Linked DNA regions of Mus musculus: all the other regions are linked to region 2. A link is a contact called in public Hi-C and Micro-C data. All regions are on one chromosome and are shown on one strand. Each heading gives the region's core, a stretch centred on a gene start, on an enhancer-like site or on the middle of the called end of the contact. The rest is flanking DNA. Distances are from core to core; before and after follow the strand shown.

What was found. A called contact is a pair of places that touch in the nucleus more often than the background predicts.
Region 1: a contact with region 2 is called in a Micro-C map of granulosa cells, with 2.2 times the contacts expected there. The contact joins the enhancer-like site here to the promoter of Bmpr1b in region 2. A contact is called at or near these places in 5 of 39 promoter capture datasets (cranial neural crest, embryonic stem cells, frontonasal cranial neural crest and 2 more), 3 of 484 Hi-C or Micro-C datasets (granulosa cells, nephron progenitors and uterus), 3 of 115 datasets of contacts at active chromatin or transcription factors (embryonic forebrain, neural progenitor cells and neural tube) and 2 of 9 other capture datasets (embryonic stem cells and pancreatic islet).
Region 3: a contact with region 2 is called in a Hi-C map of adipose-derived mesenchymal stem cells, with 3 times the contacts expected there. The contact joins the enhancer-like site here to the promoter of Bmpr1b in region 2. A contact is called at or near these places in 7 of 39 promoter capture datasets (cranial neural crest, embryonic stem cells, epiblast stem cells and 4 more), 1 of 15 datasets of contacts at CTCF or cohesin (the NIH/3T3 cell line), 13 of 484 Hi-C or Micro-C datasets (adipose-derived mesenchymal stem cells, cerebral cortex, cumulus cells and 8 more), 5 of 115 datasets of contacts at active chromatin or transcription factors (craniofacial prominence, embryonic stem cells, fibro-adipogenic progenitors and 2 more) and 2 of 9 other capture datasets (embryonic stem cells and pancreatic islet).
Region 4: a Micro-C map of granulosa cells shows a contact between it and region 2, with 2.2 times the contacts expected there. The contact joins the enhancer-like site here to the promoter of Bmpr1b in region 2. A contact is called at or near these places in 4 of 39 promoter capture datasets (cranial neural crest, frontonasal cranial neural crest, maxillary cranial neural crest and 1 more), 7 of 484 Hi-C or Micro-C datasets (adipose-derived mesenchymal stem cells, cortical neurons, cumulus cells and 2 more), 4 of 115 datasets of contacts at active chromatin or transcription factors (astrocytes, craniofacial prominence, embryonic forebrain and 1 more) and 3 of 9 other capture datasets (adipose tissue, liver and pancreatic islet).

Annotation. Positions count from the first base shown.
Region 1 is chr3:142,083,150-142,089,765 of GRCm38.p6, forward strand. All of the region lies in intron 1 of Bmpr1b (bone morphogenetic protein receptor, type 1B), which reads right to left. Among named protein-coding and RNA genes, the nearest start is that of Bmpr1b, 83 kb to the right of the region's middle. Within about 2 kb of position 2,957, at least 6 of the 459 cell types and tissues checked have an H3K27ac peak or open chromatin away from gene starts, as enhancers often do. A contact at or near this core is called in granulosa cells, where this site is marked.
Region 2 is chr3:142,164,040-142,171,017 of GRCm38.p6, forward strand. Bmpr1b (bone morphogenetic protein receptor, type 1B) reads right to left here and starts at 5,386. Exons shown (of 12, transcript NM_001277217.2): 1 at 5,106-5,386.
Region 3 is chr3:142,045,596-142,052,503 of GRCm38.p6, forward strand. All of the region lies in intron 1 of Bmpr1b (bone morphogenetic protein receptor, type 1B), which reads right to left. Among named protein-coding and RNA genes, the nearest start is that of Bmpr1b, 120 kb to the right of the region's middle. Within about 2 kb of position 5,211, at least 20 of the 459 cell types and tissues checked have an H3K27ac peak or open chromatin away from gene starts, as enhancers often do. A contact at or near this core is called in adipose-derived mesenchymal stem cells, embryonic fibroblasts, granulosa cells and 2 more, where this site is marked.
Region 4 is chr3:142,249,720-142,256,755 of GRCm38.p6, forward strand. All of the region lies in intron 9 of Pdlim5 (PDZ and LIM domain 5), which reads right to left. Among named protein-coding and RNA genes, the nearest start is that of Bmpr1b, 84 kb to the left of the region's middle. Within about 2 kb of position 2,567, at least 34 of the 459 cell types and tissues checked have an H3K27ac peak or open chromatin away from gene starts, as enhancers often do. A contact at or near this core is called in adipose-derived mesenchymal stem cells and granulosa cells, where this site is marked.

The DNA of each region.
Region 1 (6,616 bases), core at 1,707-4,206, 83 kb before region 2:
ATGCAGAGCCATTGCACCGCAGTGTGAAGATAGAGTGAGGTACATTCAAAAAAGTTACTATGATGGTAAATTTTGGTCAATGGCTTTTTACATATTTTTACAGTTAACAAGGCATAAGTAATGAGATGCACACAAGAAGTTGCAACATGAGCACATATAACCTTGGCATATGGATAGGAGTTACACAAAGATGGGTGGAGCATCTGGGTAAAAATCCAACCAAAAAGTCAACTGCCTACAAGAACAAACCTGCAGCTGATAGAGAATTGAACTACCCCCGTGAAAACTACAACAATACATGGAGATTCACGGCATATGGTGGTCAGTCGGTCCTGAAGGGAGAGTCTCCAAATGGCTCAACACACAAAGAGCAGACCATACAGTGCAGGGGTGAGAAAACAAATTGGGGTACCTGCTATCCAATCACTCAGCACTGCTCCTGGAAACCAGAACCAGTATGAAAAGAACTCAGACACAGACAATGTGGTCTGAGGCACCCTACAGACAGCTTCATGATCTGTATCCTTAAGAGGAGAGAGAGATTACCTTTCAAACCCCATCAAGACTGATGCTGCATTTGAACCACACCCACCTGAATTTTCCTGTTTTGAAGCATCTCAGCAACATGTGCCTGAGCACATCTGAGGCTCAGGGGAGGCGCTGTAGAAGTAGCTGGTTTTCATATGACTGATGGGTAATCTTTCATTGATGCATGTTTTCTTAACTATTCCCTCCCCCCAAGTTGATATTTATAAAATATAAGGGAAAAATTCAAATTTCCCATCTATGAACACTAACAAATACACATACTTTTAAAATGAAGACAGAATTTGAAGTGTAATACTTCAAAAACAATATCTGTAACTAACTCTCAATTATTCTAATAGGAATTTTTAAAATGTCCCTAAGTTTAAAACTCACTTTGCACAATATTTCTGTGCTTTCTAAGACTATTTTAAACTATCTTTTGGATTTCAGAGCCCTGTCTACAAAGGCCTGCATTCTCTTTTACTTAAATTACCACTTATGAACCCCAAGCCTGTTGTAAGCTTTTACCTACAAAGCTATGAGAAGCTGAAGTATTAAAAAAAAATACCCTGTGAGGTCACAGAGGCTGCCACCAGCCGGTAAAAGAAAACAGACCTCACTGCCAGGATGTCAATTACCTAGCCCTGGGCACTGGCTCACAGAAAGCCACAGCTTAAAATCATTATAAAGATAGCTTTAAGACAATTAAACAAATTACTTGGGATCATGAGTCCTTAAAATCTCTTCCTAACTGAAAAAAAAAAAAAGTGCCAGAAGACCACCTCAGAAATTGAGGTAAATTACAGAAAAGTGTTACAACATGAGTAAGAGTTCATTTATTTTCCTCTTGCAAATTAAAATTTTTCCAAGCATTCTAAAAACAGGCTTTGGGGTATGTCAGCAACACATACAGTTTTTTTTTTTTTTTTTTTTTTTTTTTTTTTTTTTTTTTTTTTTAGTATTTTAGTGATATGCTAACACTCAAAATAACTGGCATGTATAGGAGCAAACTAAGCCTATGATTGTTGACCATTCAGAATATCTTTTTCTGTCAGAGGCAGAGCCTCACCTCACCTAGGCTAATCTAGAATTTTATCTGTAACCACAAAGAGCCTGGAACCCCCATCCTCCTGCCTGTGTCCCAAGTGCTGAAATTACAGGCATCCTTCATCACTCTCAACTCCATCTGACACCCTCACTGAAGCAATAAACTATCATCTGTGTGTGTGTCGATGTTTTATTAACCTTGTAAAGTAAGAAAGTAACAGAATGCCAAAATCCCGACGCTCTTACATAAAATTATAATTACTCAATTCTAGAGTCTACAATATCTGCAAAGAGATCCTGGTCAAGTTCTTTTTCTTTTCAAAACAAAAATTAATGACATACAGGAGAGAGCAGATTATAGATTTTCTTCCCTCGGGGTAAAGATTTGAAAAAATAACATGTGGGCATTTTGTAAATCGAGAAAAATGACTTTGACAAAATACTAACAATCCTGAAAATACAAAAGTAATTATATATATTATGAATTATAAATATATATATAGTTATATATATAATAAAAAGGAAGCCTAAAATAGCAGAAAGGGTTAATAACAGTTCCAAGCTCCTGAACCTATGTTTACCATCTCAACAGTAATAATAGCTCACTGTATGAAGGCTGTGCATCCTCTCCATCCAGTCTTGCCACAAGCACGCAGCCCTTTACACATAGCAAAAGCCCAAAGCAGTGAAGAGCCAAGTCCTTTAACCCTGAAATTCCTGGGTACAATTGTAGGTACATCTACTGCCTGGGAGATCTTGAGGAAGCCGAACTGATCTCAGCCTTGGCTTCCTCTTCTGTAAAACGTGACGATGCCTAACACATATTTACTGTAAGGATTAACCAAGATGAAATGCCTGGGACAGGTGGCTGAATTCCTCTCACCCAAAAGGAGAAAAAGAAAACTTGTTTGACACCCCCAGGTACAGATTGTCCAGCTTCTCACCTGAGGCTACTCAAACAACACCAGCCCTCCTAAATGGTTCTCAAGAGTTTCCCACAAACCCCTCGGAGACATTGGAAAATCCCAAACATCAACTGTTGTTAACTTTCTTCATTTCATTTTTGCTTTAAATCAAGGCTCGAAGCCATAGTGAGACTTTCAACAGTGTTGGGCAATTGGCACTTTGTGTCGCTAATGGAGAACTCTGTGTCCTGGGCATCTACCACATTTAGATAAATGGAAAATGTCTCGTGGTAAACAAGCTTTTAGGCTGACTCCGCCACATTCAAACAAAGTCAAATGGTAGGAGGGAATACTAACCCATGTCTATCACTCCTAACCCTCAACACCCCCAAGGTATCATGAAAGGAGGGAAAGAGCTCAGAGAATAAATACTGTTTTGTCCTGAGACACTAATGTGAAAGCTGCAGGGAAGTGGAAATCTGATGTGATAGCAGAAATGACTCACCCTCACACAACAGAAGCATCATCAATACAGTGTGCTCCCCATAAGCACTAAAAATACACTTCTTTTTACAGAAGTGTTTCAAAAGCTCTTGGCCTGTAATGAAAAGGAAGGGAACATAGGGAGCAATCCGTCCACAAGACACCTCACAGGCACAGAAGTGAAGACCTACTCGTGCTGTGGCAATGGCCTGAGGGAGCCAAAGCTGCCCCGTGAGGCCACACTGCAAGTTGAGGGCAGGAAAATATCACAAACCAAACCAAATACAGCACTACATTCTCACTGCTACAGCCTGAGTGACAGGAATTGTCACCCCTCCCCCCAAAAACGTGTAAAAGCAAAGTTTGGGTCAGAGTGATCAACCGTTTATAAAAACAGAGTTTCAAAGGCAGCTTAAGACACTAAGATAGATTTATTTTCCTTAAAGCCTGCATTTCTTCACTGCTTCCCTAATATAAGCTTTTAAACCTATAGATTACATACATTTTCAGCTCCATAAAGCTTGTTAAATAGTCCTTGAAAGAACCATTGACTTACCCACCCAAAAGGTGCTTGTTATGCTGTGCATATATACTAGCCACACCCAGAGGAGAAAGCAGCACTTCTATATCGTACAGCTGTTGGGCTGCACATCGACAGAAAAGATAAAGGCTACAGGCACATCAATCTTGGGTAATCCAAAGATATAATTCTTAAATGTCTGCATGGTCTTGGAGAAGGTATCAAATTAAAACCTTCCTATGAAAAGCATAACATACACAAGCTTATAACTCATAATGCTTGAGTGTAAGAAATGGCACATACTTCTAATTCCACCAAACTTAGAAAAATAAATAAAACCTAAAGTCCACAGGGAAACTGAAGGTTGGCAATGTATGTCATTCAGATAGACACATTTAGACAAAGAAGCTCAGATAAACATATTGGCTATGTACATTTGAGAGTCTATACTGTCTGAGTAGGAACCTAAAGAATAGAGAATAGTAATTCAATGTGTGGTCTGAAATTAATTCTAGCATCAATAATCTTTCTTTTGACATTTAGTAATATATTTTTTTAAAAAGTGTTGGACAAATAAGCATAGAACGTTTTCTTATAACGTATAAGGATGATTCAAAGGTATGAGGAGTTTAAAACACTAAGAGACTTACCTTGTACCTACCTTAAAGAGCAAATGAACTCCTCAAATTATCTAGCAAGTGAGTGCAAGTTGTCACTGATGTTTCCAGTGTGTTGAGACATAATGAAAAGTTAGAAAGACTACATGGGGAGGGGGGTATGTTGCAGAAATTACCTTAGGGATTAAGAGGCAATCTTTGATTTCTTTTGCTTTGTCCTGAATGTCAAAGACTCACTTCTGAATGGTGGGTCTACAGAGACAAACACCACCATGCTGGTGTAGAGGACTAAAATCTCACTAGCTATAAACCTCTCTCATAATTCACTAGGGTGAGAATGGAGATGAACTGCCCACCATGACGCCATTCATAAGATCATCCTCGATGTCATCATTTATAAGATCATCCTCCCACCAAGCACCTGTGATGAGCAGGGAGTCAAACAGATGCGCATCAAGTCAAACACTTAGTTCCAGGAGCCAAAGACACCTTCACTGTGCTCATATCTCTGTGCCTAGCACTGGCTTCTGCCATCTCTTTGCTTAACGTGGCTCATCCCACAGCATTGCTCATCCTTCAACAATGGAGGCAAAGGATTTTTCTTGATATCAGCTAAGGGTGTGTGATTCCACTCATTTTTTTCCCCACACCCAACTACTGTAACAGTACCCCTTTCTATTGAGTAAGGAAATAAACCTAATATTTAATAATATAATCAGGCAAACCAGAAACATTTACTGACTATTGTATTGATTGTGGTTTGAAGGTTTGAAGAACCTACATTCCCTCAAGGGTTCTCAGACTAGTATTTTCAATTTGCTCCAGGAAAAAACAAAAAAACAAAAAAAAAACATTTATCCTAGTAAAGCTATAAACAGCTTCTACTAAGTTAAATAAAATAAGGAGGAAGAAAAATTAAAAAGATAACCAAAACTTTAGAAGTGAGGAGAGTGAAGTAAGATAAAAATTAAAGCAGTATAAAACTGAGGCCTTAGATGCAAGAATAAAAAAGTGAAGGATTTAGAACCAGTCATTCATTCTGAGATTTCTACTTTAATCAAATATCTTTGTACCATGTGATGTTATAGATATGGATATCACTAAAAAGTATTAGGGTATAAAAGATCAAGCTTTATGAGACTGATGAAAATTTTAAAATTGCATACAAACAAGTGAGAGTTGTAGAAAGCACACAAAACCACCTAAGCCTTTTAATAAGCATTAGGACTTCCAATGAGAAGTCTGCTATATAGATGCCTTTTAAAGTCAAGCTTGTAAACTGTGTATGTCTACCCAGAAATGAGTCAATCCTGCTGGGTTGGCAACAAGGACCCTTGAACCTCAGATAACTTAAACATGTAGGAGTAAAGAGCCAATTTAACCATGAAATTTAAAGAAATAATAATAACATGGAAGTAGAAAATGGCATTCATTTAACTAGAATTCATTGTGTATTCAGTAAGGGGACCCTCCAGAGTACAGAAAAGATACAGGATCTAAGTTAAGTGTTCAAAAGACCTGGCAAGCTGGTTGTCACTACTACATGGTAAAAGTATTTCTAGTCACAGACTGTATGTAGTGACATAAACAATGAATGGGTGGTAAGGAACACAAGATATGGGGTTTTGGTTTGGTTTTTCAGAAGACCTTGGAACAGGTCAAGATGCTGACACTGGGCCAGGAAACGGTTTTGTTAACAGGGTTTGTTTGGTTTTTTTTTTTTTTTTTTCAAGGCCTCAGCAAGAAACAAGGGAGGGGTGAGGAATTCTGAAGGGAACAGAGGGGGGGGGAGGGAGGGAGGGAGGGAGGGAGAGGGAGAGAAGAGAGAAAGAATATAGCTAAATAAGTATTATTTGGGTAGGGGTATCCTTATCCAGCCTCGGAACACAGGAAGGCAGTGGGGAGCCATGGGAATGCAGAGATCCCTCTACAGTGCAGAAGGCTCGTAGCCCTTTCTGATGACCCTATCCTTAGAGAAGGAAATGTCCACCCTCTGAAAGAGGACAGAGAATCGATAGTGTTAGGATATTGGGAAGATGGGATGCATTCAACATACTCTTTTAAAACCTTGGTAAGAGTTTAAAAACCCCTAACACAAATCAGGAAAAAAATCACATGCTTAATAAGACAATTATGCTACTCTGGGACTACCCCAACAAGCCTGCAACAGCCCGCCATGCAGTATATTTTCTTAGCATGTTACTAAACAAGAAAGACAAGGCAGCTGCCCTGGGCATGTTCACCTGACCTTGAAAGTAACTGGGTCTGCTGAAGTCTCTTACATAGGAAATACAGGTTCATATTAGAGTTGTACACTATAGTCTTGTCTTCATTTTAATATACAGCTAAATATTCCTCCTTCTGAATTAATCCAGAGAAAGCCCATAAAATTTGAAAGTGATAAAAAAAATCCCACAAACTACTGCCTTCCAGTGGACATTTGAAAGTTATCCACCTCTAAACACTAAAGCCTTTTCCCCGTGTGTATTATGACAATATCTCTCAGTAGAAAAGAA
Region 2 (6,978 bases), core at 4,136-6,635:
CAAGAGAATGAAGCAGGGAAAGAACCAAGGCTGCACAGGACTTTGCTCTCCACCCTCCCTGCTCCTGTACACTCTAGCTGAGCTGCCCAGCAACCTGAGTCACCTGAAATCAGGGTGCTTCAGCCAGGTTATCTTCTTGAACACAGAACGTGAACAAGAAGGGTCGAGATTGGTCCTGGATCAGCAGGAAGGACATTCAGGCATAGCAGTCAGTGTGGAGATGCACAGATATTTGGCAGAGGTGGGGAAGGCAGAAAGGATAGCAGACAGGTAGAGAAGGGACAGCTGGGTGATATGGTAATGATCAGCAGCAGTGGGGGAGAGGTCTAAACTCAGAAGAATGGGGTAAAACCACATTGAGTCCTCTACTGCATTCTGTAATGAGAGAAAACTTCAGGCCAAGCCAGTGGTGTGGTGGCTAAAGAGTTTTGGACGACAGCAGAAGAGCAACTTCGTCCAAAGAGCCGACAATTTAGTGCCTTTTATAGATGGTTGTAAAGTGTATTAGTTAGATAAAACACACTGATTCCTAGTCAGAGATTAATTTAGACAAAGCCATGATCATTACTGACTTCCTGGAATGACTTTGGAGCCATTAATCATCAAATTAACTAGTGACAGATGTTTCTGTACTTATTTAAATCCCTATCTATCTAACTGTTATAAAAATGACTAAAATGTTTATCTCAATATAGCCAGGCAAGAAATGTTACAGACATACATATATTGAATTGTACTTTTCTTTTCCTTTAGCCAAGAAGCAAATACAATCTTTAGGGGGGAAATAATCCCGACTACTTTGTATCTGCTAAAGCGGCAGCCATGTTCAGCCATTTATTTAGTGGTTGAAAAAGAGGAAAAGTAACTCAGATGAACTAAACATCCAGCATTATTTCATCTGCCACTCTCATGGCCCTGCAAGGGGCTGAGATTCAATGGAGGGTGAAGTCCAGATCTCACCGCCCGCCCAGGCAGCCCCTCAGGAAGCTTCCCACGTTTTCAAAGTTGGCAGAAAACAAAGCCACTCAGCCTGAAGGACTTCCACTGGCATTGCTTCCTCTGGAGCCTCCCTTACCACAAAGGAAGTGAGGGGACAAAAGGCCCCTTGCCTGTACCCCCTTTCAAAAGAAAAAAACCCAAACCGCACATGTCCTGACTACTGTCCCTCATCATCCTTAGCTCCGAGAGCATGCCATACTTCCCAGAATGCACTGCGATCCCCCAGCCGAGAAGCAAGCATGCAGCCAAGAGACCTCTGAAGGAAGATACGGAGGTTGCAGCTGGAAATTGTGCGAAGGGACTTAAGTCTGACATTTGGAAGTAATGTCTGGCTGGGGGGAAGTGGGTGGGGGATGAGGGTGGGGCTTTGTACTAAGTCCTAGCCTAAGGCTCAGGGTTACAGGTTTCTTCCCCAACACTTGAAGAAAACTGAATGAGCAAAGATGAATCAACCCAGTGACCCTCCCATTCAGTGATAAGGATCAATGGCTCCCTTGGCATCACCGCACAGTCTCCCACAACCCCTCACTGCAGACACTCTGTTCTCACTAGACAGATGTGCGAGGTCTCATCTGCTCAGTTCTCGAGCAGACCTCCATCGAGCGCAATAAAATGTACTGTGAATCCAACGCTTCATGCTTCCGGCCTGGCTGAACCTCTACGCCCATTTCTATTGTGCGCCATTTCGGGCCAGCGTGTGTGTGACCCTTTTTTCCCCCTGGACCCTTGGAATTGGCTTTGTGGTGGGGAGGAATGCACTTGGATCACCTGATTCTAGTCCCTCACTCCTGTCACGTAATCCTGACTTCTCTAATGGTGACTTTCATGAAGACTTGAGCTTATATAATCCCCTCTTCCCTCTCTGTATAACGAGTTCAGTGAGGAGGACGGTGTTTCTCTCATGTCTGCAATGTCTGCATGATGTGTAATGGTGAGGTGTCCAGAGCAGGCACACGGATACTTAAATGAAAACGAAGTTAATCCAGACAATGACATACATACTAAATTCTATTATGTATCTAGAAAACCTGGCTGGTGTAAGCTATGTATTATCCTTTCATCTTTCTGCGGATGAAACAGAAAAGTACCCGAAAGTAGCATCATATGTCATCTCCTGCGGTCTTCACTTCTCTCTTCTTCTTTTTTGAGAGCTCTGTTTGTTTTGACACATCATTGCTGAGATGGTATTTTGCCCTGTAACCTTTGGTAGCCTAAAATTTACTCTTTAGGTCATGTTGGTCTCAACTCCTTCTGCCTCCACTTCCTGAATGTTATAATGACAGCCATGCAAGCTCCCACTCATCTGTGACAGATGTTTTCAACCATGACTTTCCAGGAACGTCACAGGTGAAGCAGCTGGGTTTTATGGGAGTTACACTGATGACCTCTGGTTGATAAAACAAGCCTCAAGAATGGCCATTGACATGACCCAACCCTTTTTTTCCCTCTTCCCCATCTACTTTTAAGGCACACACAAAAAGTTGTAGCCACGGAAGAGAAGAATATACACATCCTTCGAACTCAAAAGTTCTTTGCAGGTAAAAATAACAGATCTGCCCAGTGGCATCATTAGTAGCAATTCCTGGTCCATACAATCAAACTGGGAAGCCAGTGCTCTGTAACAAAATGATCCTAAGCTATTACAAGTTGTTAAGTTTCACTGATGTCTATAATTAGTTGGCATGAAAAGAAACCCTTAGAATTGCAGACAGAGTTGCCCACTTCTGTGGAAGAAAGGAATCAAGATAGGCCTGATGGAAATGACTGAGGCACAGCTCAGAACGTACAAGGAGCTCCCTCCACCATCCACAGGCGTCACGAACTCTGAGCCTGTGTGTCAATCTCCTTGGGCCTCACCTTCTTCATCTTTAATATGATGACAAGATGCTGGGAACTTACTTATTTATAAGTCAGTAGTCTGCTGTTATTCTATGATAATCTGCTTCCCCTGACCCACTGAACCTAAGAAGTGGGGTGGGGGGGTGGAAAACCAATTGTTCTTCTTGAAGTGTTTAAGAATCCATATGATATCAGGAACTGTCGTTATTGATGAAAATTCTGAAAATCTCACCACCATAAAATAGCAAGGGAAAGCTAAGTAAGGGGCTGCACCAGAGAGGTGAGTATTAGGAGATGTGCAACAAGAATCCTGAGGGAGAAGAAAGTCAGGAAAGCTATAGCTGGCTTCTAAAATTTGAATGATAAATACTAACCAGGTGCTTAGGAAGACAGGCAAGGCGTCCTATTAATACCAAGAGATAAGCATGATTTTAAACCACCCCATGTTTTCAAATTAATAACAAAACCAACATTTGCCATCATGAGAATACTTTATCAGGTTGTCTCAGTTTTCAAAGTTTACAAGGAAAACTTTAATCCCTCTTAATAAATAATGTTTAACACCTGGAACGTTCTAGACTCTTTGGAGCAGGCCACTAGTTCCTCGAGGGGTAGTAAGAAGTTATTCTGGGACAATAATAACCTAACAGGGGTTTCAGACAACCCTGCCTGACTGCACTCTGGCAGCACCTGGTAAACAACGTGGCAAAGGTGCTGTCAATACTGATGATTCATGAACATGGCATAAATCAAGATTGCTACCTCGCCAAAACCCAACATTTTGTTTTCAATATTCACAAATCAGTGCGGCTAAAATTCATCAGCAGCCCCTCACACATGTGTAATGAGATCACATCAACTCGCCTCCTGTGACCAAAAGGAAAAGGTGGTTTTCTAAATGGTAATTCAGATTGGACAAATAACACACTGGACCCAGTCTTGTAGCCCTGGGCCATATTTTGCTCAAAACAAAGGTACACTATGCAGGAATAAAGAAAGCTGAGAATGGCAGTAATTAACTTCAAGCTAACTTTTCCATAAAAAGCCATTGCCGATATGATTTGCTTGCAGCGCGCACGTAATTTTTTTTTTTTTTGCCACACAATGATCCAAGTGTGTCACAGCTAACATATTTCACTAACATGTAATATCCTCGACAACATCCTCGTAATGAGAATGCTCCAAAGAAATTATTGATCCCTGGAATGTCTCATATTTTTTAAATTACTGACAAATCCTTTCCTATTTTCTTTGCAGTTAGACATAATTCTCCTTGATCGGCAGAATGTAAAGAGGTATAAAAGTACAAAGTTGAAATCACTTTTTCTTAAAACATAAGTGCCCCGTTGACATAGACCATTTCTCTTAACTTCCCTCAAAACAATAATTAGAGAAGTTGTGACCAAGAGCCCCAAAAATATGCATATGAAAAGCAAAGACTTAGTCTCAGTGAGGACAGCAAGAGGCTCTCACACCGAGGGCTTTTTCATATTATTTTTCAAATGTTCTTCAGCTGAACTCCATCGTGAGGACTCATGGAGCCTTTTGTTTTTCCAGAATCCAGGAGCCTTCTCTCAGGTGGTTCCGCTTCACTGCGGATATGTCTGGGACCTTCTGTTACTCAGCTGCCTTCTTCTGTTCTGTTTCACTGGCACCTTTGTGGCCCCTCACAGTAACTGACCTCACCTTGGGGGAAGGTGACTAAGAAAAGAGCAGTCCCTAATAACTCAAAGAAGCCACAAGGTCCCCATTCAGAACACAGAGCACTCAGCCTCCTTGGAGAGGCTCAGAGAAACTAGATACCTGCCGCCCTGCACAACTTCCGGAGGGTCTTTCTCCAATGTCAGAAAAACCTCACCCTGCAGAGAACCGATGGGAATAGTGTAGAGGGACAGGAGGAAAGGACAAGAGGTGGGGAAAGTCAGCTACTAAGTATGGGATCACGTTGGAAAGACTCGGAAGAGGAGAGGGCTGAGAGGATGGAGTGACTAAGGGGCAGGGGAGAGCGCGAGAGGACCGAAGAGTGTGGTTGTCCCATGAGCGCCTTGGCTCTCCCAGCGGGTCCGAGGAGCAGGCGAGGCAGGTGGCTGGTCCCGAGCTCGGTGCCCCTTGGCGTCCCCCCAAGCGCTCGTGGCCCGGGAGCGCCCCGCTGTCCGGGTGTCCCGCTCCCCGAGGAGCACGTGTCCCACCCCGATCGCCGCACAAAGCGCGGGCTACCCTGGAGACCCCCGATCCGAACTCCCAGGCCCCTTCCCAGCGCCCCTTACCCGCCGCCGCTTCCCAGGTCCCGGGTCCTCCGCGCCCTCACTACGAGCACCACGCCGGCAACTTCTGCCGCCGCCGCTGCCTCTGCCGCCGCCGCCGTAGCTCCTGTCCCTCCTCCCGCTCCGCCGCCGCTGGAATTTTTCTCACTCGCCCTCTCCAGCTCCCACTAGTGACTGCAGACTGCGAGCCAAGCACTTAGCGCAGGGATTACGCGGCCCGGCGCCTGGAGCGGTCCCAGCCACCTCCAGAGCCGTCCTCAGAGCATCCCTGGCGCTGCAGCCGGACAAACGTCCCTGGCTGGTCCAAAAGCCTTGCCACACGCCCCCTTCAGCTTCCAGAAACAAAAGCGCGAGGAGGCAGCGCGGAATGGTGCGAGCTGGGACCGACTCCAAATGGCAGAGCGCGGTGAACTTCAACTTCTCCGGGGCCAGCGACACTTTGGAGAAGTTATGGAAACGTTGGTCACACACCTCATAAAAAAGGGGAGGGGAGTGCACATCAAATTAGATCCACAGTCTCGGGTGAGGGGTTAGAAATCTTGAGGCATGGAGTGAGGCTTCCTAGGAAAATGAAATTTTTCCTTAATACAGATATTTTGAAATTGTAAACAATGAAAGGCAACGCAAAAAATTCCACTTGTGTTCGATGAAATTTTACAGTTTGGCTTGAGAAAGCATTTGACATCTTTACTCTGTGGTCTCCTGGCTAAGTCTGTAAGTGTTTCGACTCTTGGAGAAATGAATATAAAGTAAGGTGATTCGGCTTCTCCGGAGATTTGGGGAGCATAGCTAACCTCTTTCAACTCAGCCATTTTGCCAACTGTTTCCCAGGGCGGTATCTCATGAATTCCAAATATCTTTTCTTCCTAATGCCTGATGCCCAGTTTCCACCATAATTCATTTCCTCACTTTTTTTTAAATTCCAAGCATGTTGAGCAGCCCCGTTTGTCCTCGTTAGAAGTGTGACTTAAGTTTTATTTTGTGCCACTCGGAAGTGAATTTCTTATGAGTTTCTCATTATGATCTATTTCATTCCTACCATTTTATTTCATCCCCTTTCTTCTGAAATTGTTCCAGCTGAATCAGACGTTAAATAAAATATTTTCACCTGTAAATATAAGAGACCTACAGGTCCCTCTTAGGAGCAAGTGGGGTCCCTGGTGTTTATTAATGAGTTGGTAAATGGTGGGTATATTTATCCTGAAATGACAGTGTCGCCAAGGGAGTCTGCCTGCCCCATCGTGTATCCATGTTATAGTCCCTGAAGCCAGACTGTAAGACGTTGTCTAGAAGTTTTCTAAGTAGGTAAATTGCTTGTTGGTGTCTCTTTATTGGGCCCTTGCTGACCCCAGGTGTCAGGACTTAGAGCTGAAAGAACTGCAAAGGTGGAATCCAACCTGTTGCCTTCACTCTGTGAGTCAGAGATAACCCCACCCCCTCCCCTTCTGCATCGTCTTTCTCTTCTTTCCTAACTATAAGTATGTGACCAGTGAACTTGCCTTCTATCTGTCCCCCAATCAGACTTTCTGTCATTTTCGTCTCCTGACATTAGTTTTAAATAGGAAAGAAACTTGAATAGATCTACCCCTGTGATGTAGGAATTACTAATAACATTTACTAGACAGAAGTGTAAGATTCTCCCTTAGAGGTTCTTATAAACTGAATTTAAATAAATTGGATGTTACAGAGAAAGGTACTTGAAACCCTCTGTAGGTCATGGGGGAGAGGGGCACAGAGTCTTTTAAAAAAAAAAATCTCTGGGTAGAAGAAAAGGATGAGAGGGCTCTATAAACCATATTTAAGGAGGATCTTAGGATATGGCACTCTGCAGCAACAGAGTGTTCACAAAGCTAGCCATACAGTAATCAGCACCAAA
Region 3 (6,908 bases), core at 3,961-6,460, 120 kb before region 2:
GAAATGATTCATGTTCTTTCCAGGTTATGGTTTTAGTTAATTATAAAAAATAAAAAGGAATATTAGCAACTGGAAAAAGTCAAAGACTGTGAAGAACACATAATCAAGTACAGTTTCAAAGGTTCAAATACATAGTGTTTAAAGATTTCAAAGCATGGCAGGTGATTTAATTTCTAATGACACCTTTGAAGCTACAAGTGCAAATGTCAGGACATTTCACTATGGAAACCTGTCAAAGTAAAGAGCTCACATACTTTTTTAATATGAGTTTATATATTAAATAATATATAAATTATATATATATGTATATATATATAAATATATATTTTTAAATGACTTTCTGCACCAAATCTTCCAGTTCTGGGTGGTCAAAATCTTCCTAAGACATATCATGTGACCGTGAGTTCTGCTAGGCACTATAAAGAGTTTCATCCAATGTATGACGATATGTGTACTATGAAAGGCATTTAACACCTCACAATTCTAACAGGACATATAGGCAATTATCAATTACTTTTTTTCTAAAAATAGGGTCAACTATATTTTCCCTTTAAGTATCCTGTGTTTTCACAGTCCTTCATCTCCACACTATACTCTAAACTTTATTTGGTCACCCATTCTCATAATCAGATCTAAATCTCATCAGCAACCCCAATGTCTCATCACTTGCATGAAACAAAATCTAAATTTATTTTTCTTACTCAAATATATTAGAGAAGCCATCATCTCCTCTCATCACAACCCACTCATCCAAAGGTCTTCTCCAAGCTCACCCATCACTTGTACTGGAACCTCGCCTCTCACTGCACCCTAATCATTATCCTCCCTTTGTGGGCTTACCCAACACTAAGCACTCACATTTCTTAGTTCATTACTGAGCCTTCTGCTCAACTAAAGCTAAGTAAACATACATAGCTAACAGCTCTGGTTATTCAAAGCCTGTGCCTGGCCAAGATGTGTCTCCTGAGTACTGGGACCGTACCTTCCAATGTGACAAGACAATGCTCTGTCTGCAAGCCTGGTCCTTTTTCTGTGTTCTCAGGCCCCTAGCTCCACCTCACTGTTAAATGACTTCTGTGTCATTTCAATGCTCATTTATCCTCTAAACATCAATTTATCTCCACCTCTAACATTCTATGACTTTAATGATGTCTTACCCATAAAGCCAAATCAGCCCCTACAGGTACTCAAAAAAGTCATATACAAGCCCTTCATAACACTTGAAATGGTACACTTCTGTAATGTGATTATTTTCCCACGAGATCTGCATTACCCCATAAGATTTCCACCTAGCACATATAGCGATTCAAATTCAATTAAATTGTGAAGAACAGCTGGGAGTTGTGGTTCATGCTTAAAGTTGCAGCCCAGAGAGAATACCACAGATTCAAGACCAGGAGGAGTTATTAAGAACAGGAAAGCTCTCAATAGATTTCTGTTCCTTCATGGATGCATAAGTCCCAAAGCAAGCACGGAATACTACTATCACCTGAGATACATAGCCTAGTTTTACCATAGGGGAAAACACTTCAGATAGTAATATAAAATGAGGCATACTTTGAGGTAAAGTAACTTCTAATGAAGCCAGAAGACACTCAGAGGATATACAGCTCCGTGTTTTTGCTTACCTCAGGCTTCCCTGAAATATACCTACCTTAGTGTTTATTGCAAAACATACAACCTAAAAGCAATTCCAAAAGATCTAATGTAAGAGTCACCAAAGGCTCCAATGCTAGCACCGAGGAGTTGATCTTAAAAAAATGGTTTATGGACACTGACAGCTTTGTAAAGGCTTCTAAATACTACAAGAACGTTTTAAGTACAGGGCACTAACAAATGAGAATACAACTTGAGGGCTTAAATATGAAACTTAACTAAGATTGATTCGCAGGTTTGCAGGTCCCGACAATCAGCACGAGTCCCTGGAGTTCCCACTCTCTATAGCCATTCCATTATAGAAAGCTCCTGAGTGTGTCAGTGCAAACGTGACAGTGTGCACAAGCCATCTGCTCGACCACTCCATGCTCTCTGTAGCTCTCACCAATGATCGAGGTGAGAAAAACAAGGAACAAAATATGTAAAGTCAAGAAAAGGAACAGGTAGAGACTAATATGGACAAAGTTCTCGATCATTCTCATGAGTAAACAAACATGGTGGTTGTGATAGCAGATCACGCTATCACTGGGCGTCATGCTATGCACACAACATGCATGAAATCCCTTTAATCCTCACACTGATTTCGATAGATGGCCATTCTTATCTGGAGGAAGCTGCAGCATAGAGTGATTACTAACTCGCCCAAGACTACACACACTCACACACACACACACACACACACACACACACACACACACACGAAATAGAATTTAGTAGTTGTTTCTTCCACATTTTACACTAGTTATTCACTATGGCTGCCTCACATGGAGGGCATTTTGGCAAGCATTACCTTACAAAGTAGATTTAATGCCCCTCCCCAGGGTCATATCCACACAGGACAATCGAAATGGGATGTATGCAGATACAGTTAGCTCAGATGAAGTCATATTGGGTAGTGTGAACTTTACATCTTCTTCTGAAAAGAAAAGATAACACACAGACCAAGACTGTGTGCACAATGCAAGAAGAACCAGCGCCATATGAGAGCCACTGAAGATAGGAAAGGCAAGAAGGTATCTATCCTGGGGTATTCACAGGAAGGGTGGCCCTGATGATGCCTGAACTGTATACTTCCAGACTCTGAAACTGTAAAGAGTGTCTGTCTTAGGCCCCCATGTTTTGGGTAAGTTCATACTGAAGTCATATGACTGTAATACAGAGTAAGGTCACAAAGATCAGATAAGAGCTATGAGCAGAGCTCAGCTGATAAAGAAAAGAATGCAGGGCTTTCATAGTATTTTTAGAGATTCTGGACAGGAATGTATTAATGAGGCACCCCGGAGAGTGATGAAAAGTCTTACATTCAACTGCAGGGACCCATCCGTCACCTCTCCTCATGACCAAGCTTTTGAAATGAATCACTACCTATAATCAAGACAGGAGCTGAAGATGAAAACGTTGGGATCTGTGACTTGTGGATGGCACAGAGGCCCTGGAAGAGAGTAGTGATAGTAAAGATAACATTACAGAGAAAGCAACTGGATGATCTGAAGAAAACCTTGAGGAGTTCTACCACCGGGGTGAGGGCCGTACAAAGGAGGGAAGGCTAGATGTCAGCTCACTGGAGGAGAAGAAAGGCCCAGCAGCTGAGCAAAAGCAGGTCAGACTCACCAACGCTCAGCAAAGGGCTTGGTAGGGGAGTTCAAACGGAGTGTGAAATATCATTCACATGCTGAGAAATGGTAACTTTATTCTAGCGGATTTTGGCAAAGGACTTCAATGAAGAAAATGCAATTCTTACAAAAGGCACCTTGCTTCCTGGTACAGGGCTGAGATTTTTGTCACTTCTTCAAGAGGACAGTTCCGCAAGCCTGTTTACCTTTTAACTGGTAAGGGCTCAGATGTGCATTCCTATGTTGCATAACTGGACGGAAAGCAGCACTGCACGGGTGATGTGGATAAAACAGGTGACCCAGCTTAGTAGGTAAAACATAAGCTCTTCTCTGAGTTCCAAGAATAAAGAGAGACAAGTGGTTAAGTCCTCCCAAGTGGACAGCATATCAAATGTGATGACTCACGGATGATGCAATAAGCTATGGATGCCGCAGTATAAACAGAAGTAAGCCAAACTTTGAGCTAGCTGTTCTAGGGTGCTATCTGATTTATGTGTTAATAGATGCAAGGAAAACAAGGAATGGAAGAGAGATAAGGAACAGAAGAGACCGAGCAACCACCCTGTAAGTGGCCTGAATACTTCTGACACACCACTGGTGCTCTCCTGAGTAGGTGCATGGATGAAAAACAAGTAATTTTATTTTCTGTTAACATAGTGCAATTCCCTTCCACCACCCCATGCAATGCCATTCACTGTCAAAAACCATCAGAGAGACTTTCCTATCATTTAGGATAGGTAGAGTGCATATGACAACCGCTGGCTTATGGTACACTTCAAGAGTCATGTCTAATTTAGACTAGATGTAGGTATAGTCAGTGTGTGTTCACCAAAAGTGTATGCCAAAAGATACTGAACAGCATTGCCAAGCTCAGCCTGCTCCCACATCCCAGTCCTCATGCAGTCCACTGAGGCACAGGCATGTGCATTCAGGACGAGTCTCCCTGTGTGACAGATTACACACCCCAGCGTCAATGATGAACAGCTGAGGTATAAGCACTGCTCCAAGTGGTCCTCAAAGGTTGACAGCTGGGAAACAGTCTGAGCTGTACATGTGGAGAGGACCAAAACAAGTCTGGCAGAGATGAAAAAGTCCAAGAGCTGCTCTGTAAAACCACCCAACTGACCAGGTTACAGCAGACAAAATGAACAGTCTTTGGCAACTGAGGAAACCATGCAGGCTATGAGATTTTTTCTCGGTAAAACACAGTAATTATCTGGCCAGAGATAAGTACTATTAAAAAGAGTGTGGTCATGAATCATGAAATCCTCTTATATGGGTTTGTGGCCTCTGAAGTATAAATGTTTATATGAATTCTGCCCCTAAAGACATAGACAAATGTTTGGTCTAAAATTTATCAGTATTTGGAACAGTCTGCTTTATTTAACAAATACCAAACAAGACAAAGGCCTTCATTTTAATTTGTTCTTCAAGGGTATTGTCAAGGCTTTTTTTAACAAGGCATTTGGCTCTTAAGTCAACCAGACTTGACCATAAAGGGATAGATTTATCAAAACGGCTACATGAAGAAAATATCAATCTAAGGAATTATTTGATTTTCTCAGCCAGGAAAAAGTGGAGTCACTAGAAAGGATGTGAATTCCATCCAAACACTATTCAGCAGAGAAAAATCTTGGCTGAACAGAGACTGAGAATCCTAGACAGGAACAAACCTCAACTGTGAGCCACTTCTTTGAGACTCATCAGCATGGTTTTCCTCATCTTTATTAAGGATTCCTTTATGATTCAGACCTCCAAAGCCAAATCGGCATGTGTCATTAATACCAAAAGCGTAGACTAAGATCTATTGAAATGGTAAAGCAGATCATGATTCTCTCAGCAAATAGAACATTACCACATTTAAAACCAAGATGGGGCACATTCAGAGAGACACAGATGTGGCTGCTCAGCCTGCTAGAGATGAGTCAGCGAACAGTAAGGAGAGATGGCCATTAGGGCAAGATTCCTGGACTTTCTGTAAGAGAGCCCTCAGCACAGAACCTGCTAGGCAGAGGATTGCAGAATCCCCAACTTAACCACAGTGACTGCCTCTGGGGTAACCTAAAAGCAGAGAGAGGGAAGTCAAGGAAAGAAAGATGCGTAAGGATAGGATCTGACTGTTCAGAAGCAGGTACATTCAGAAAACAAGCTAACAGAAAGAGGAGTTTGCTAATTAAGTGTAAAATAGTGTGGACAGTTAGCACAAAATTGAGACTACAACTTAACTATAAAACTTCTTTTGAAACTATTGTAGCGCATTCTACATTAGCCCATTCTACTTTACCACAGAAGTAGCGGTAAATGAAAGTCTATGAATCCTAAATACAATTAAAACTAAGCACTCTATATCTGTCTAAAGCAGTAAAATGGAAAACAAAAAAAAATGATTAGCCATTTAATAAAGAATAAAAAAGTCATTTTTTACGGGATTTTTCTCCGAAGAGGATTTATGGTGACAGATATGATCACCTTAGACTAAAGAAAATGTCACCATCTTTGAAGCATGTGTATAAAGTGATTCACAAGCAGAGCGTGACTCAGTGAAGAAATTCATTCTAACATCATTTATCCGAAATAATTCACATGGTCTCTGCCAAAATATGAACTAAAAATTCCAAAGCCTTTAAAGCTGAAAGCTATTAAAAATAAACTTTTTTAAACTTAGAGTAGAATGTCATATACAACACTGCTTCAACTTCTCTCTCAGCGATGACCCATAATAGACTTGTGTGTGTGTGTCTGTGTCTGAGTCTGTGGTGTATGATACATACATATGAACATGTGAGCATGCTAGCCCTTGCACACATACAGTGAATGGCCAGAGCAGGATGGTGGGTGTCTGCCTCCATCTTATTACTGTGAAACCAGAAGCTTGCCGTCTACTTGGGTGGCCTGGCTGTGCAGCAAGCTCCCAGGATCCTCCACCCTCCAACACTAGGTTTGCAAGCACCTATTGCCATGCCTAGGTGGGTCCCAGGGTTCGAACTCGGGTTCTCCTGTTTGCACAGCCACTGAGCCTCCATCCTGCCCCCTTCATTGAATGTTAAGGAGAAAAAAAAAATCCATGTGAAAGTCTGAAATAATGCAAGTGCCACTTCCCTGGCATTTACTATGTACATGAATAAAGCAAGTTGATGCTAAAGTCATTTCAAAGCCAACCTCTTACATGATTGTATTTTTCGAAATCTCATACACTTTAAAAGATAACAGAATTACCATCTCCACATTTATTGCCAGAGGAAAGGTTTTGCAGTGTATACCATTTTGGGTAAAAAAGGGGGCGGGGGTAAAGAATATTTCTTAATGCCCAACTTTCAGTTGATTTTTTTTTTCTACAAACTAGAGACAGTACATTGACCTACAATAATAACTTTGGCAAAGACAGCTGACCAGATCTGTTTATCTAAATCACTACTACCATTTAATATACATTGTTCTCTGCTGATTTGGTTTCTGTTTATTTGCTTGTTTTTTATTTTTGAGACACAGTTTCTCTGGGAAGCCCTGTCTCTCCTGGAACTCACTCTATAGACCATGCTGGAGTTGAAATCACAGAGATCTGTCTGCCTCTGCTTTCCGAGGGCTGGGATTAAATGCTTGTGTCATCACCACTCAGCTATTCCCCACTTCTTAAAGTAT
Region 4 (7,036 bases), core at 1,317-3,816, 83 kb after region 2:
GTCACTATGACTCACAGGAAAATGCTGACTGGGATAAAGAAGAGGCCATCACAACAACACGTTATAAGACACAAGGAAAATGGAAATAAAAATTTCAATTTGGCAATGTTAGATCCTTAAAAATAATGATTTCCTGAGAAGAGTCAGTCTTTCCTCCTTACATACGATGCAATATACTTATTTCACAACTTTATTAAATATTTCAAATTCACCTTCTAATTGACCACAGAAACTGAGCTGTTCATTATCAGTTGTTTGATGCCAGTTGGAAGGGTTTTATTTCATTCCAATATGACTAATTTAAAATTCATTGCATTAAGAACATTTAACATGAGATCTACCCTCAAACTGTATTCAACTATGCATGCCAATGCTACTATACACGCATGCTGTTCTATAGAAATCATTTTTAGCTTGCATAATTCAAGATTTATACCTAATGTCTACCAATCTCTCCTTCCCCTTCTCTAAATGGGACAGATTTTGGGGGCGGGATAGGTGACAAGAGCTTATTTTGTATCCTAAGCTGGCCTGAAAATTAATTAATTGCCCTAGGTAGCTTCAAATTCATTATCCTCCTGCCTCAGTCTACCAAATGCTTGGGATTATAGGTATAAATGTCACCATGCGCAGCTATGACTGATTTTAATGTGTATATTTTTTTATCAAGGTAACAAATGTTTGTATAGAGATCTTTCCCCCTAAGTACTACAGTCATGAAATGATAAGGCATGTTTTGTTTACTTAAGAGGAACCCATTTTGAAGCCTTATCTAGTTAGAAGCCTTTGGAGATGAAGCAGACTAGCCTCTGTAACACACTTTTTGGTAGCTACATCACATTCATCGAATGGCTTTACCTCCAAGGCACTTTTACACTTATCTAATTTGTTCATACAACATTCTTGTGAGATACACCAGGGCAATTATTATAACTCAGTTCAACAGATGGAGTGGCAAGGCCACAGAGTATTTAAAAGATACGGCAAACATCAAAAAATTACTGACTGAGCTAGGGGCTGATGCTTCTATTTCCCAGTGTTCTAGTCAACTGAGACTCTGCTTTCAATTTGACTACTGCAAACTGGCATCACAGAATGACCATAGACAATTATTGGCAATCATGTAGCACTGGACTTCTAGGCCAACTCCCAACAGTACGTCATGGGGAAAAGCATCATGCAGAACAGCTTCTAACCTGTGACAACACAAATCTGCTATTTAATAGCGATCTCACAGGGCATGGCTGCATGTGCCCGTGACACCACATCTAGGGCTGCAAAGAGGGAACCTCAGAGCACCACGGCATGTCAGAGACAGGAGCTTCTGGTCCAATGAGAGATCGGGTCTCAAGGCAATAAAGCAGAGATTGGTTTAGCGCATGCAGTGCCTTTCTCTGGCCTCTGCATACGCACTCATGGGTACATGCACTCATGTACTCACGCGCACTCTATACAACACACACACACACACACACACACACACACACACACACACAAAGAAAAAACTCTCTCTGTTTGTTTTGGTAACTGCTCCCCACAAACAACAGTCTGGTGCCACCATATCCAAATCCACACACTAAGCTTCTTAACAAAAACACTAGCATTACTCAGATTTAGCTCTCAGTTCTGCGAAAGTCAGGCAGCAGAAAACCCTGATGGAAATGAAACTTTTTTCTGTGAAGCATGTGGAGTATTTTTTAGTTTTACTTTTTCTTAACCTGTTTATTAAGAGTTTGATGGTATTTTTGTTCATGTGACTTTGCTATATTAGATGTAAGTAGTGTATTATTACTAAAGCTTAAGGGCAGGCAGGGTTGTAGTTCATGAATAGTTTTGCCATGACTAACAAGGAAGGCATTGATTAACTCTTTCTAAAAGAAAAAGAAATGGTGGCATTGTGTCACCTACTGTAAATATATCTATTACCTCTAGTAAGCTATCCCCCACCCCATTTATAACTGCTTTATAAACAGTCTCACTACACAAGTTATTTCATTAATTTTTCTCAGTATATATTTGGCAAGTACTTTAACAAAGATACATCAAGAAGCTACATTCTCAAAGCTGAACAAAATATCCTAAGTGTTCTAAGCTTTTCCACTAGCTAGGTATCTGAATGTACAAGTCATAAAAATTATACTGTGGAGTACAATAGGACCTTGGGGTTTACATTACATTCTATATGGCCTCTAGGACACATTCCAACATTGTTGCAACGCTAGGTTGAGTTCTTCATTAGGAAACATCCCACAAACTGAACGGCCTTGAGGCCAGGGTCCTTAGAGGTTATTCAGCTTTCAAAACAAGTCAGTTCAGCTGCAGACTGCACTCTGCTCAAATGTGAGTGCTGTGCAGGCTTGGATTAAAACTGAAGGCCCCTGGAGCATAACCCTAATCCCAAATAGCTGATGAGTTCCTCTGGGAGGGGAGGGTGGCAGACATCTAATACCTGGGACACTCTGTTTCCTAGATGTTCTTAAGTATGTCTTAGGGTTAATTCAGACCACTAAAGAATTGGGCTCTATGAATCACAGCACTGGACCAGACCTAACCCTCAGAGAGTCCTTCCTTCTGTGAGTCATGTTTGGTGTGATACATCAGCCAGTATCGACAGTCACTATAGGAAACAGCCTCATGACATGCATCCTTCTGGAAGTTTATGATGGTCTTAGAGCACACAGGGTCAGGCTCACATGGGATACTTAAAAACAATCCCACCACATTTCTGCAGCAAGCACAGTTTAGACTCCCCTATTATTTATCACAATGAACAGTAGATTGCCAAACCAAACAAAAAACAAACAAACAAACAACCCATAACCCGAAAGGGGAGGCTACTTACAGGCCGCTGTGGGTCATGTTTCTACACTAGCTTCATTCTGAGTGGCCTTACCCATGATTTTACTTCTGTGTCCTCTTTGTAATTTAGAAGGCTAACATTGCCAGTTTCCTTTGTGTGTATGTGTGTGTATGTGCGTGTGTGTTTTGATGCAGCTCTATGTGGTAACTGCACACTTATGCATACATGTGCAAAGCACAAAGCTGATATTGCTATCTTCCTTGATCACTCTCCACTTTATTTATTGAGGCAGGCCCTCCTGCTGAGTTCTCAGCAAGCCTCTACCAGCCAGTCCAGCTAGTTAGCTTATCATGGGGATCCTGAGCTTTCACTTGGTTCTGGGAATCTGAACTTAGGCCTTCATGCTTTTGTGGCAAGGGTTTTATCCACTGAAGCATCTCTTCAGCACCACATTGTATAGATTCTTAAAAAGCCATTAAAAAAAAAAACTTTTAGACACAAAGATTTTCATTAACAATTAAAAATGTAGTCTAGTCTATTAAGAGAACTACTTCAAAATATTTGTTTCTTTTATTTTTCAAACATGAACAGTAAAGGAAATCCAGGACAGTAAAGAACTTGACTCTGTACCTTTAAAACAGGAGGAGAAAATGAGTATTGCTCTTGTCAGAGCTCCTTGCTCTAAAGCGCACGAGAGGGAACACGCCCGCCTAACTGGCTCCTCTGTGTTGCAGTGGAAGAACTCTTCCCCAATGCCCCTGAGGTTATGTCTAGATTAAAGAGCAGCCTCCCAGGTAGAAGGAAGCATACTTTCTTCTGTGTGTCAGTAAAGTTAAATTATTAACAAATTCATTAACAGCAGATTAACACTGAAGGTGGCACTGGGTTTCCACCTGTGACCTGGAAAGACAAGCTTGGATAACTGCACGGTGGAAGTAAATATTCATTCCGCTTATAGCACCCACCCTCAGCCCTTATGAAATGCAGGTTGACTGGCAAAAGAAAGGAATGGAAGAGTTAAGGCACCTGACTAGTTGAGACGAAAGACTACTTCATACAACTTTTAATTCTGCCTAGTTTCTGCCCAACGCCACCCCTGACCTCCAAAGAAGGAAATAAGCTGAGTTTAGAAAAAAAGAAAAACTTATAGACAGAAAGGGGAAAGAAACTGCTGTCTTCAAAGGGGCACAACCTAACAGGGAGCAATAGCTTAAATACAGGTGCTTATTGCTTTTTCCCCTTATTTAATCCTCATAGCAGTCTCAGCAACAGAAATGAACTCCATCACACAGAGGAAGAAAACATTAGAATCTGCCAACTCTGCCAAGATCATGTAGATGACAAACTACAAAGCTAGAATCTTCCAAAGCCCCGATGGTACAGCTGGACCTATGGATGGCTGAATAACTCATGTAACTGTTACACTATCTTGGTGGAGTAAACATCTTGCAATTATAAAATGTACCTCCAGTAACAATGTTCTACAATGTTCTTTAATGGCTATTTCATCTCACAGCGGAGAGAGAGAGAGAATGCAATTCGATGGAGCAGAGCCAGCTACGCAGAACCTTCAGAGAATGCATCCTATGGACACTCACTTCTACACAAGGCTAAGCCAGAGCGTCGACCCGATCTGTTTGACCAAGTGCTGAAGACGATGTGTAAATACTCTGACACACACTAATAGTATATTTCAGTGAATGAACAAAATATACTGCCATAACTGTTAGAGTAAGCCACACTTGTTTAAGCTATTTTTCTCCCGACTCAATAAAGATATTTAATTGTATGTTTATCTATTTACAGCATACATGTGTAATCACTTAGAAAGCTCAGAATGCTGTACAAAAGAAACTGAGCATTCATTACACTGAGTCAACTGATTCAGGAATCTTAACTGTTAACTTTGGCCATGTTCCCTTTTGGTCTTTTCGTAAAGAGATCTTTTCATAAGAGCTATTTACTATTATGTTTTCAGAAAAAGAAAACAACACCCCAATGTCACATTTCTAAAATCTTATAGTTGCATTCATATTTTAAACATTCATTTGTTTTCTTTTATTCTTACTTTTTATCGGGGTTCATTGTATGAAGTAAACGGTTTCATTCACTAGAAGCAAGGGTTTCCATTCTGACATTTCTAAAAAGGCCCATGGACTTTATCCATCTTTAGCGTCAGACCCTGAGTCTCTAATGTGAGTAAAGCAAGGAGTTCTTAAGAGTTTGCCCACTCTCAATAAAATTTAAAAAAAAAAGAAAACAGTGGCTAAGTAAACATTTAATGAATTAATTAATAAGTGTAGTTCATAACCACACAGACATGGATTCTAGTCCCAGCACTCCCACCAGCTTTGTGAGTTTGTTCGTAAGAATCTAAGAGCCAGTTTGCTCAGCTAAAGTCTTCCTAGGAAAGGCTTTCATGGAGTTACTCTGAAGCCACTTTAGAGTTTTCCCAATAATATCAATATAACTCTTTCAGGCAATATCAATCATATTTACCAAACAGCTGGCTTTATTATTATCTTGCTTAGCTTCCTTTGATTTTTATTTTATAGTTCTATATTCCTTTTGTCATTTTAATAATTGTAAGCATTCTCCTACATAGTGGTGGTTACAGATACGAAGCAAATGGAGTTAGATGGATCTGAACTAAACTCCTGTACTATTATTTACAATCTAAACAATTCTGATAATGGTGAGTCGTTTGTTCTTCAGTTTCTATACCTATGTACTGATATGTAGCATCAATGTATCTATATATCGATATATATCTTACACAACATCTGGAATATTTAAGAATCCACTGCATACTGTCATCCAACCAGGATCTCAATGGTGATATTGTATTGCAAATATAGATGTTAGACTCTTCTGTTCTCATTTTTTTTCCCTCTATCACAAACAGTAAAATCTTGGTTTGTATCTTGCCTATAAATCTTAACCAATGTTTTTAGTTGTTTTCTTACATTCAGCAGCTGATACATTAAGCCAGGAAACCTTTTATTTTCAAATAAAATCTGAACCAGAAGAGACAATAAAAAAGCCCTATAAATGCAGGAGTTGAAAGGAGTTCAGAAGCTGACAAGGGTGGTGCAGTAGGCAAAAGCTCTGCATGCTTCTCCTTGGGGCAACCCAGGACAGCTCTCCTTTTGAAAATCACCAAGCAAAGCATCGCAGTAGTACAAAAATCTCTTTTCTCAGTGGAATAAAAAATGAATTGCCTGAATGTTGTTCTCATGTGTTGCAGGCAAAGATGGAATGACAGAAACATGACTACGGTCCAAACATTCTATACTTAGGAAGAAATCCAAGCACCGCAAATTCTTTCCTCTTTCAGAAAGATGCTAAGATGTTAAACATAAACAATTCCATTAACTCTGTGCAATACAGGTAGCAATTGATTTTAATGAGATGCTCAAGAAGCTGGCTCCTTCATATGCCTATTGCTCCACAAAGAAACAGCCTGGTCTGAATTACATTAGTCACCTTCCGTATGTGTTTCTACTGCACTTGCACTCAAACAGTAAATGCATTCACAACATCAAAGAAGGCAAAATGTTAGGTCCACTTTAGTTGAATTCAAAATATTTTATCACAGACTGAAAGCTTCAGGAAAAGTGCTTATGCATTTGTAACTAGTCAAAGAATTGCCTTTGAATATAAGTTAGGGCTAATAGTCATAAACTTCTCAAGACTCAAATAAACATGAAAATTTAAACATTACAACAAAATGAAATCATCAATAATGTATGGTGAAGTATGCCCTATGAAGACAAAAACTCCAGTTGCTATTATCACATATTTTATATTTCCTGAAAATAAGCAACTCTTCTAAAAAGAAAATAACTAATGGAAAAGTAACAACATAAACTCAACTTTACATTTCTCAGTTTGCCAGGGTATAATATTCTGTTGAAAGTAGTATGCCCACAACTGCAGCTCATTTTAAAAACAGGTGTCCCAGATAATGTCACTTGATCTAACACCTTCTTGCTTTGGTAAGTAATACTGTCACCGAGGGCAAGAACTGGATTTATGCTTTGAGCAGGGCTCTGAGCCGACTGCAGGGCTTGCAAGCTGCTGGAGAACTTGAGCACCAGGCAAATGTGCTATGCTAATTATTGTTACATGATCTTGACATGAGCTAATCCTCATTCCTGCTAACTTCCTTAGTAAATGAAGCTTTAATGCTTCAATGATAACAAGAGCTGCATAATACAAAACAACACAAAATTC